2 separate regions of the Sus scrofa genome follow, and region 2 is linked to region 1. A link is a contact called in public Hi-C data. All regions are on one chromosome and are shown on one strand. Each heading gives the region's core, a stretch centred on a gene start, on an enhancer-like site or on the middle of the called end of the contact. The rest is flanking DNA. Distances are from core to core; before and after follow the strand shown. Region 1 has its middle 51 kb from the start of RPL18. Region 2 has its middle 15 kb from the start of FAM46A.

Evidence for each region. A called contact is a pair of places that touch in the nucleus more often than the background predicts.
Region 2: a contact with region 1 is called in a Hi-C map of embryonic fibroblasts, with 1.8 times the contacts expected there. The contact joins two enhancer-like sites. A contact is called at or near these places in 6 of 47 Hi-C or Micro-C datasets (alveolar macrophages, embryonic fibroblasts, fibroblasts and 1 more).

Annotation. Positions count from the first base shown.
Region 1 is chr1:84,325,185-84,329,694 of Sscrofa11.1, reverse strand. No RefSeq gene overlaps it. Among named protein-coding and RNA genes, the nearest start is that of RPL18, 51 kb to the left of the region's middle. Within about 2 kb of position 2,239, at least 6 of the 83 cell types and tissues checked have an H3K27ac peak or open chromatin away from gene starts, as enhancers often do. A contact at or near this core is called in embryonic fibroblasts, where this site is marked.
Region 2 is chr1:84,528,101-84,532,610 of Sscrofa11.1, reverse strand. No RefSeq gene overlaps it. Among named protein-coding and RNA genes, the nearest start is that of FAM46A, 15 kb to the left of the region's middle. Within about 2 kb of position 2,525, at least 11 of the 83 cell types and tissues checked have an H3K27ac peak or open chromatin away from gene starts, as enhancers often do. A contact at or near this core is called in embryonic fibroblasts, where this site is marked.

The DNA.
Region 1 (4,510 bases), core at 990-3,489:
AGTCCAGGCATCAAAGGGAGACCTGAGAATCTAGGTACTCAAATGGGAGTATATATTTACACACACATATAGCCTATAAGTGTATGTAAGTCTATATGTTTGAGTGAAAGAGAGAGAGAGGAGCTGAGTGAATGAGAGAGATTGTTTCTTCTAGGTTGTGAATGCCTTGAAGGTGGTTTAGTCAAAAATAGAATAGGTGTGGTGCCATCAAAACACCAGTTTATATTGGTTCTGCCACAGACAGGCTATGTGACTTTGGCATATTACTTAACTTTTCTGATCTTCTGTTTTTGTACTTGGAAAGTGAACATTATGATACCAGTGTTGGAGAATTTTGTAAGGCTTAAAGGTAACTTCTGAAAGAAACAGTCACATGATATGCTCATAGAAATAGTAGCCCTCATCACTTCTGTCACCTTTCCTGCTGTTTCTGCTGCTGCACCAGGCCAGAGCCTTGCAGTTGGAAGACACTCAGTCATGTTTGCTGAATGAATCACAAAGAAATGTCTTAAAAACCCACACATACTATTTTTGGCTCTCTATACAAAATGCAATAAATTTTACAGCCTGACTCTTATAGTGACAAAGAAAAGAATCATTCATGACGTGATACTTTTTTTATCCCAAATTTTCAATATTTTCAACTCAGGAATCATCAGCTTCATTGTATTATTCATGGTCTAATCTCTTTCATTTATAAAAGTCATCTTCATTTAAATGACAGCAACAACAAACCAATGAACAGAACTCCAGATGCTTTAGTTAAACCACAGAACCTATGTCAAGTTTATGGTGTTATTAGTTTGAATTTTCACATGCGGAACCAAAATGTTCATTTGTAATTTTTAAGAGATACTCGCATCACAGACATTCTAGTGCCAAAATTATTTCCTCTCTCATTTCTTTCTTTCCTTCTTTTTTTCTCTTGTCTCTTCCCCTCCTCACCATCTGTTTGTTCAGGAGGTCAGTGAATGAATCAAACAGCAGGCTGTCGAACTCTAGATGACATGTTACTTTCAGCCACATCTGAAATGAATTGAAAGTTGAAAAGGCCACATAACATCAATCAGTGTTCATACTGTTCTTGATGAAAGATGGTCAGGTGTCAGAAGGGCCTTTTGTAACATACTCTCCCAGGAACCATCAGTCCCAACATCCACATGTATGTGAAACGTGGGCAGCCATTTTGCACTTACTGTTGTACAGCCATCGTTCTTCTTCATGTTAAGGATTCACCACATCGTGAGTGCCTTAAATCAGAGAATCACAACTAAGGGCTGGAAAAAGTGCCAAAACGAAGTTTCAGGTGGTGACGGGAAGAGAAAAGCCTAAACAGAGTGGAAGCTGATAGCAGATGGATGTAAGGAAGGAAATGTGAATTGGTGGATGGATTTAGGGCCAGATTAGTTCAAAAGCCTGAGTCAGATTTTCACTCTAAACTGTGGAGATGAAATGGAAGCTGGGATCCAAACAGAAACTTCACTCACCCAGTGGAATCAATTACCTAGTACTCTGTGTTGGAGATGTTCTAGACATTGGGAGTGTATCACTGAACAAAATAGGAATCTGTGAACTCGGAGATTTTATTCTGGTGGGGAAAGATACAAACAACAGTTGAGGTCACCTTAAATCAATTATAAAGGATATTGAAAGAGAGAAAGGAAAGCAATAGAGGAAGAAAATAATCGGAGTAAAGAGGAGTATGAATGCCAGACTGCCAAAGTGGAAGTTTCCATTTAAATGATGTAGTTTTAACATGGGGATGACTAAAATAGCAATTATTCATCAGAAAATGGCAGAATCACAAGAGTAAAGAGGACCCATTGCAACACACAAAGAGAAAAATTTTATGACACATGTTAAAAACAAAAAGACTCCTGTTTTTCTCCACTTAAATAAAATGTATACTATACATGTTAAGACCAGAGAAGCTCTGAAAACATTCCAGAGATAGGTACTTGTCCACCTTCCTTTTTAATAAAACACTGTACTAGCAAAACAAAGAGCAGGAAGGAGTATGTGGGTTTTACTCACTAACAAGAGCAAAGTCCTTTAAAAACAGTTTCATCTCAACCTACATCCATGTGACCCATAAATTTTATCCCTGTTTTACAGGTGGGGACATTGAGATTCAAAGAATGTTTATGACGAAACTCAGTGAGTCAGTGGTAAGGACCATGGAAAATGCATGTCTTGGGAAGCATGCAAATGACTCCATCTTGTATGGGTTTGGCCATGGAAGAAGTGTATCTCTGCAATCCTGTGAACATGACTTGCTTCATAACTATCCCACTTCCTCCCCAAAGACCTGATTTTCTGAGTAAAGCTCTCTGAGGCTAAGGGCAAATGAAAATGCCTGAGAAAAGCTATAACAATATGCAGAATGTGCCATGTGATGGGGTTTCCCTAATGGAGGAATTCGAGAAAAGACTGAATACTGCCCAGAAGTTTAAGTTCCAAAGGATTGGGGGGGGTGTTTGTTTTTTTGGGGTTTTTTTCTCTTTCATTTCAAAGGAAAATGACAAAGGCTTTACTGTAAGTCCCTTATCTCCTTTTACTTGTTGAATCTTAGGACCATGGATAATCCTGCGTATTTGCAATTCAGCTAATGAATGCACTGATTGCACTTGGCAGCAACCCCACAAAACTTAGGCAATAATGATGATTTCTTTAAATTTGGAATTCAGGATAAAACTGGGAAACCCATCAAGGATGACTAAGGTTTTTTGGTCCTATCACATAATTTGAAGCTGATAGCCAAGACAGTGCAGCTAAATATTTATTTTATATCACTCGCTGATTTTGAAAGTTGCCCAAGACACTGCAGACTAAACTTAAAGCAGGATATTGTGTTAACTCTGAAATATTATATGGCCCTGCCAAGCTGGTTTCCTTGAAATTGCTTTCATTTTTGCTCCCCTCCTATGTCCTCATGAAAGAGAAAGATAGATGTGCTGTGCCATTAACCCATTTTTGCTACATGGATTCTTGTGTTTACACAACACACACACACACACACAATTCCTAGTTAACCAGGGACCTAGTTAACCTAGCCAACCTAATTAATCAGGGGAAAAGCTACTAATTCTTCAAAATACTTTTGCCCAAGACTCTTTAATTTATCCACCTGTCATTCTGTTAATGGTCATTTCCCTTCCCTTGAAAGGTGTCAACATGACATGCCCTGGAGTTCCAAAATAACTCCCCCCCCTTCCTCCCCCCCTCCCCACCGCTGGCTTTTGCCCTGCAGGCTTCTGACCTTTACCCTCAAGTCCAATCCGTGGACTTATCAGAGCCAGTCAGGCTGACTCCGGTGAAGCTTGATCTAGTGAGAACTTAAGTGTGCCATTGGATGGTGAGTTTTACCCTTTCCAGGGAGACCAGACTTAGGTGGAGACCTAAGTGGCTGCCTGGTCTGGCTTCCGAGAAATCAAATGGCTTCTCATGGCCACTGTGACGTCTTACTGCGAAATCTCTCAGCTGGATGACAGCTTGGTGCCCTACTTGTGGCTCCTCTCAACAGCCACACTAGGCTACCAGAGGGAAACTTGAACAGGTGACAATGTGGTAATGATGCTGGGGCTGCAGCTGTGCAGGAAGCTGGGCACTGGGTAACAGGGGCTGGGCTCCAAAAGGGCTGCAGACTTCCATTTGGCTTCCAGGAACAATTCAAGGTGTTAATTCGGGTTTATAATACTGTCTGTGTTTGGAATTCTAGTAACCTTAGAAATCAGCTGGAAGATTATGGTTCAAGAGTTCCCAGATTTACACTTCTGATACCCAGAAGCAACACCCTTCTAAGAAGAGGCAAGCTGGCTAGAATTCACAGCTGCCTTCAACTGACAGGATCCTACATTATAAATACAAAAATTTTCCCCCTGGGTATCCCTCCCGGAGTACAAATATGAATCTGGACAAGGTATCACTTTGAAAACTTTGCTGTTAACAGCTTAATATTGCTGAAATATTAAGACTTAAAGTCCAACTTTGAAAGAGTGTAACAACAAATCCCAGTGTGTATTTTAATAAGATTCCCATTTATGACTCCACACCACATATTTATTTTATTAGATCAGATATGTAAACCATTATCTTCTCACTGCAAAGTACATATTCCCATGAGCAATAAGATTTGAATACGTTAGGTATCATCTGCTGTAAATACATTTTCAGAGTCTGGCTTTTATTTATACCAAGCTTTTAAGCGGATTTGGACGATTTTGTTTTCTTAACCCCTTGGTGAGATTGATTTTATCTGCAAACACTTAGACTGTTTCAACGAGGTCCTAATTACTCAACCCTCATTTCATTTTTCCAAAAAAATTCTGAATATTCTTTGAATGTTCCAGTGTTGGGGTTGTCTGGTAATTGACCACAGGGTTCCCTGGAACCAGCAGTATCATTAATATTCCTTTTTAGTATTCCATGGACCGTTCTAGGGCCATTCTGGAACATCCCTTTCACCTGCGGGTCCTCTTCCTAGTATTTTCTTTACAAAGAAAAAACAGTA
Region 2 (4,510 bases), core at 1,276-3,775, 200 kb before region 1:
CTTGAGGACCAGCCAGATGTATCTGATCCCAAGTCCCACCTGAACTCTAAAGCAGGTATAGCCTGATCTCTATCCTCCAGCCGGCTGCTGGCAAAGGGGGACACCATGTACAAAATCTGCTTGTAGATATGGAACTGCTGGGATAGAAAGAGGGGCTTTTAGTCCCTAGGACAGAGAAGTTTACCTCTTTGGTGCCTTTTCAACACAAGTGCCCATGTACTAAGCTGGCAAGTTATCTGTGATCTCTGAAACAGGAAGGATTTCCAAAGCTAGAGGAGAGATGGCTCAGGGCTGGAAACATCTTCCTTACTAAAACACCACATAAAACCCTCCAAGTAAGTTCTGAGCCAAGAAGAGATCTTAGAAAGAACAGGAGCTAACCCTACCAGCAGCCTCTGACCCCTTTACCTGAGCACTGTCTTTCTTTAGGGTCTGTCCCTTTGATTACCTCTGTCACCACTAACTTGGGGACCTGAGAGCCTCTCTTTCAATTGTTGGCCTACGTGTAACTACAGCCTTCCTTTCCTTCATTCTTCTTGAACAGTAGAGACATGCAGCATTTTCAAAATTAAATGTGATTCAATGCCAAATTAAAATGAAAAGGCATCAATTCCAGACCAGATGCCTCGCATAAAGTCACATTTCCAAATTCCAAGTTCTTGATCCTGAGAGGAACCTGAGCCAGCCCCCCATACTGTGCAATTTCTGACTTCGGGTCCTCCTCCTGACACCTCATCTTACGTGTTACTCAGACAAAGTTTTCTAGCTGCCATATTTTTTTCCTTGTTTTTCCAATTTGGTCAGTGTTCAAACAATAGACTGAAGTGGGTAATAAGAAGGGATGATTTACTATAACTAGGGTGGTCAAAGAAGGCCTCTATTGGAGAAAATAATTAAACCACGAACTAAAGTATAAGCAACAGCTACCCTTGAGAAGCCGGGGAAAGAATGTTCCTGGGAGACAGAGCAGTTGTGTACCGAGGCACCATGAACTGGTGTCCTGTAAGTCTGGACATGGGTTCTTGGTGGGGGTGGGTAGGGTATGCTGAGGAAGGAGAGAGGTTGTGAGATAGGGTGGGAGAGAAAGTCAAAGGTTTACTCATGTAGGCCATAATGAAGAGTTTGGACTTTATTATGAATGCAAGATGCCCCTGAAGGCTCTGAGCTGGGGACCACCATGTTCTGATTTATCTTTTGAGATCCTCCATTGCTGCTCTATGGAAAACAGAAACAGAGAAAAAGGGAAACTAGTTAATAGACTGCTGCAGATTTCTGGGCAAGCAGTAATTCCAGCTTCAACTGCTGTTTTACAAACTGTGGGTCACACAGTCGTTTTGGTGTTCTTGACAAGCAACATCAGTCAGTGCAGCAGAATGATGTGCAGTAGAAAATCATCGTATTACTTGAGGATATTTTTCTTTCTGTTCCTTATGCATATACATATAAATAGGCAAGTAGTGAATTTCATCACGAAGTGGATTTATCTCTCTTCCTAGTGATCAAAGATGCCACTGGCCAATACCAAGATGGCAACAGTGGAGGCAGAAAGAAAGGCAGATTCATCACCATAAAGATGTCTTCAAATACATGGAGATGGGAGAGATCACCTTAGAAAGGGCATGGAGAGAGAGGATATAGGAGGTTCCTGGTAGGCTACTGGTTAAAGATTCAGCATTCTGGAGTTCCCATTGTGGCCCAGTGGAAACGAACCAGACTAGTATCCATGAGGATGCAGATTTGATCCCTGGCCCTACTCAGTAGGTTAAGGATCTGGCATTGCCATGAGCTGTGGTGTAGGTCGCAGACATGGCTCGGATCCCTTGTTGCTGTGGCTGTGGTATAGACTGGAAGCTGTAGCTCTGATTAGACCCTAGCCTGGGAACTTCCATATGCCTGGGTGGGCCCTAAAGAAAAAAAAGAAGACCAAAAAAAAAAAAAAAAAAGTTTCAGCATTCTCACTGCCATGGCTCCCGGCCTGGGAACTTCCACATGCCTTAGGCATGGCCGAGAGAGAGAGGAGGAGACAGAGTTCTGTGATACATTTAATTTCATTTTAAGTATGGCCTTCCTATATTTATACCCTGCCCATTCTTTAAAAAAAATTATTTATAATAACTTATACAGAGTAATAATATAATCACATTGTACCATTGATATAGGAAAATGACAGATAACCAGCCATTTTTTTTTAAGGGTACATTTAAAAAGAATTGGAACATAAGCTGCTGGTCACCAGTAGGGCGGGTCTTTCTCTCACCTTTCAGCTGGGCGTTACTCTTTTGGGTCATTGACAGATCTCTAGCAGAGTTTATAAAGAAGTTCAGAATATTTACAACAAAGTTGCATGAAAGGAAGGAAATAATCAACTCTCTATTCAGTCTTTATTTCTTCCGAAAGAGAGAGTGTCTTTTGAGGTCTTCTAGGTTTGCCGAACTTCTTCAGCAATGCAGTCTGATCTCTGCTTGGTTTAGTATACAAAGTCAGCACCATAACTGTTCAAAAACTTGCATCATCACCACAGTGAGTAATAAAAATGTCTTGTGCCCTGGGTCACATGCCATGTTTATGTTTCATTTTGCCTCATTGAGAAGGTCATCTGAATGGGTCCCTCTCTCCATATCTACTTGAGCATCTTGGATTAAATCTGCTATGTGGGATAGTCTCGGACCTGATGAGAAATAGATTTATAGTAAATCATCAGTGAAATTCAGAAGCTTGCCTTGGAAAGAAAGGGTACATGCCATGGGCAACTTGCAAATGCAGAAATCCTTTAATTATAAGTCATGCCCTTGCCTGAGGAACTTTATACTATGCTGACAAGAGGCTGAAACTAATAGTAAGCCTTTTCATTTTACATACACATATGTACACACCCACTATCTAGGAACATGTTAAGACCTATATGTTCAAACAACCCATTTACAAATTGCTAGATGAAACCAGCATTAACTCCCTGCTCCCTCTGCCCTTTAAAGAAACCAGCTTATTATTTCCTCACCCTTCTCCTTCATCAACTGGGATCCTCTGCATCTGTTGTAAAAACATGCCTCTCTCCTCTCCTCCTATCAGACACTTGTCTTGCTGTAGGATAGGTGACAACCAAAAACTGAAGTGCTATTTTAATAACAGACTCTTAAAGATTTCCTAGTCAAAGGAATGAGTCTCTAATGGTAGGAAATTAACTTCCACTGGGAACTTTACTAGTTGCTACTTGAGATGCCTTCCTCCAGCTGCTCAACTGGACCACCCAGGCAACTAACTGCATGTGCCGAATGTCCATACATTTTGATAAAGCCACCCAGAAATTCTCTCTTGACCCAACAAGCTGTGCTGCTGACTGTACTGTAAAGCCATTCCTGTGCCAGACAAACCACAGAATTTCAGCAAGTAAGGAGTTGAAGAAGGCAGCAGCATTATTTTTGATCTGTTTTTTCATTCTCAAACTTCACAGTCTTGGAGCTTTCTGCAAAATTTCAGTTTGGTTTGTATTATTCACTGAGGAAGTCTGGTGCACATAACAGCTTCCTCTTAAGATAGATAAGACCAGAAGGCTAACAGTTCTTTGGGTAAGTAGGATTAATTATCAGGAAGCTGTTGATAGTTCATTGCTGACCTGTAAAAACCTAGGAAGAATGAGGTCAGCTAAAATAATGAGTCCATTTAAAGTTTGGGTCATATAAGACGTCACTAAGGATCACATTATTTCAGCAAAGAAAATATTACAGAGAGCTCTCCTCTTAAAAGAAAATAGTTTTTCTGCTGGAGAGCTTCCAAACCGCACCATTGCAAAACCTAAACACTCTAAACCATTGAAAGTTAATGTTTAACTGTCTGGTTCTAGTTGTTTTGAAAACCCTTTCTCCCCCGAGAATTGATTTTTGTCAAAATTCAGGTGTCATTTGGCTTTTAATCCCAATTATGTTCCTTATGCTAGATGGACATCCTTTCATCACCAAGGGGTTATTTTTCTTTTTAATATCTGAAGTAATGTAGAGTGTATTTTACCCTGCCCTGTGCAATTAGGAGAAGCAGTAATCAGCATTTTACGAGAGTTGGGGAAAAACAGTAGAAAGCAGGGCTGGCCCAAGGCATGATGGTGAGATGCCCCCCCATTTTTTTTTAAGCCCTTGTCTCCTAACTTGTCATTTAACTTTTTGTGTGCCCTAATCTCTATGAAATCTTGTTCAGCCAAGGTTCAGTGGCCCTTCTAAGCCTCTTCTGTTGGAGGATAAACTGAGAGTGGACATGATGTAGTGCACAGCATGAGGCCTGAGACATAGGAGATGCTCAAAAATGGAGGTGCCCGCATCTTCCTCAGCATCCCCTAAACCTCAGCACTAAGGGATACTGGATTACGATGAAATTGCTTGCAAGTTTGAAGACTGAAGAACTTTGCTTGAACTTTTTGCTTGAAGACTGAAAAACTTTCTGAACATAGGAGCGCATGTGCATGTGCTGAAAGTCCTGCCTGTGTGTATGTCAAACCTTGGAAGCCTAGTAGGAGGTAGAG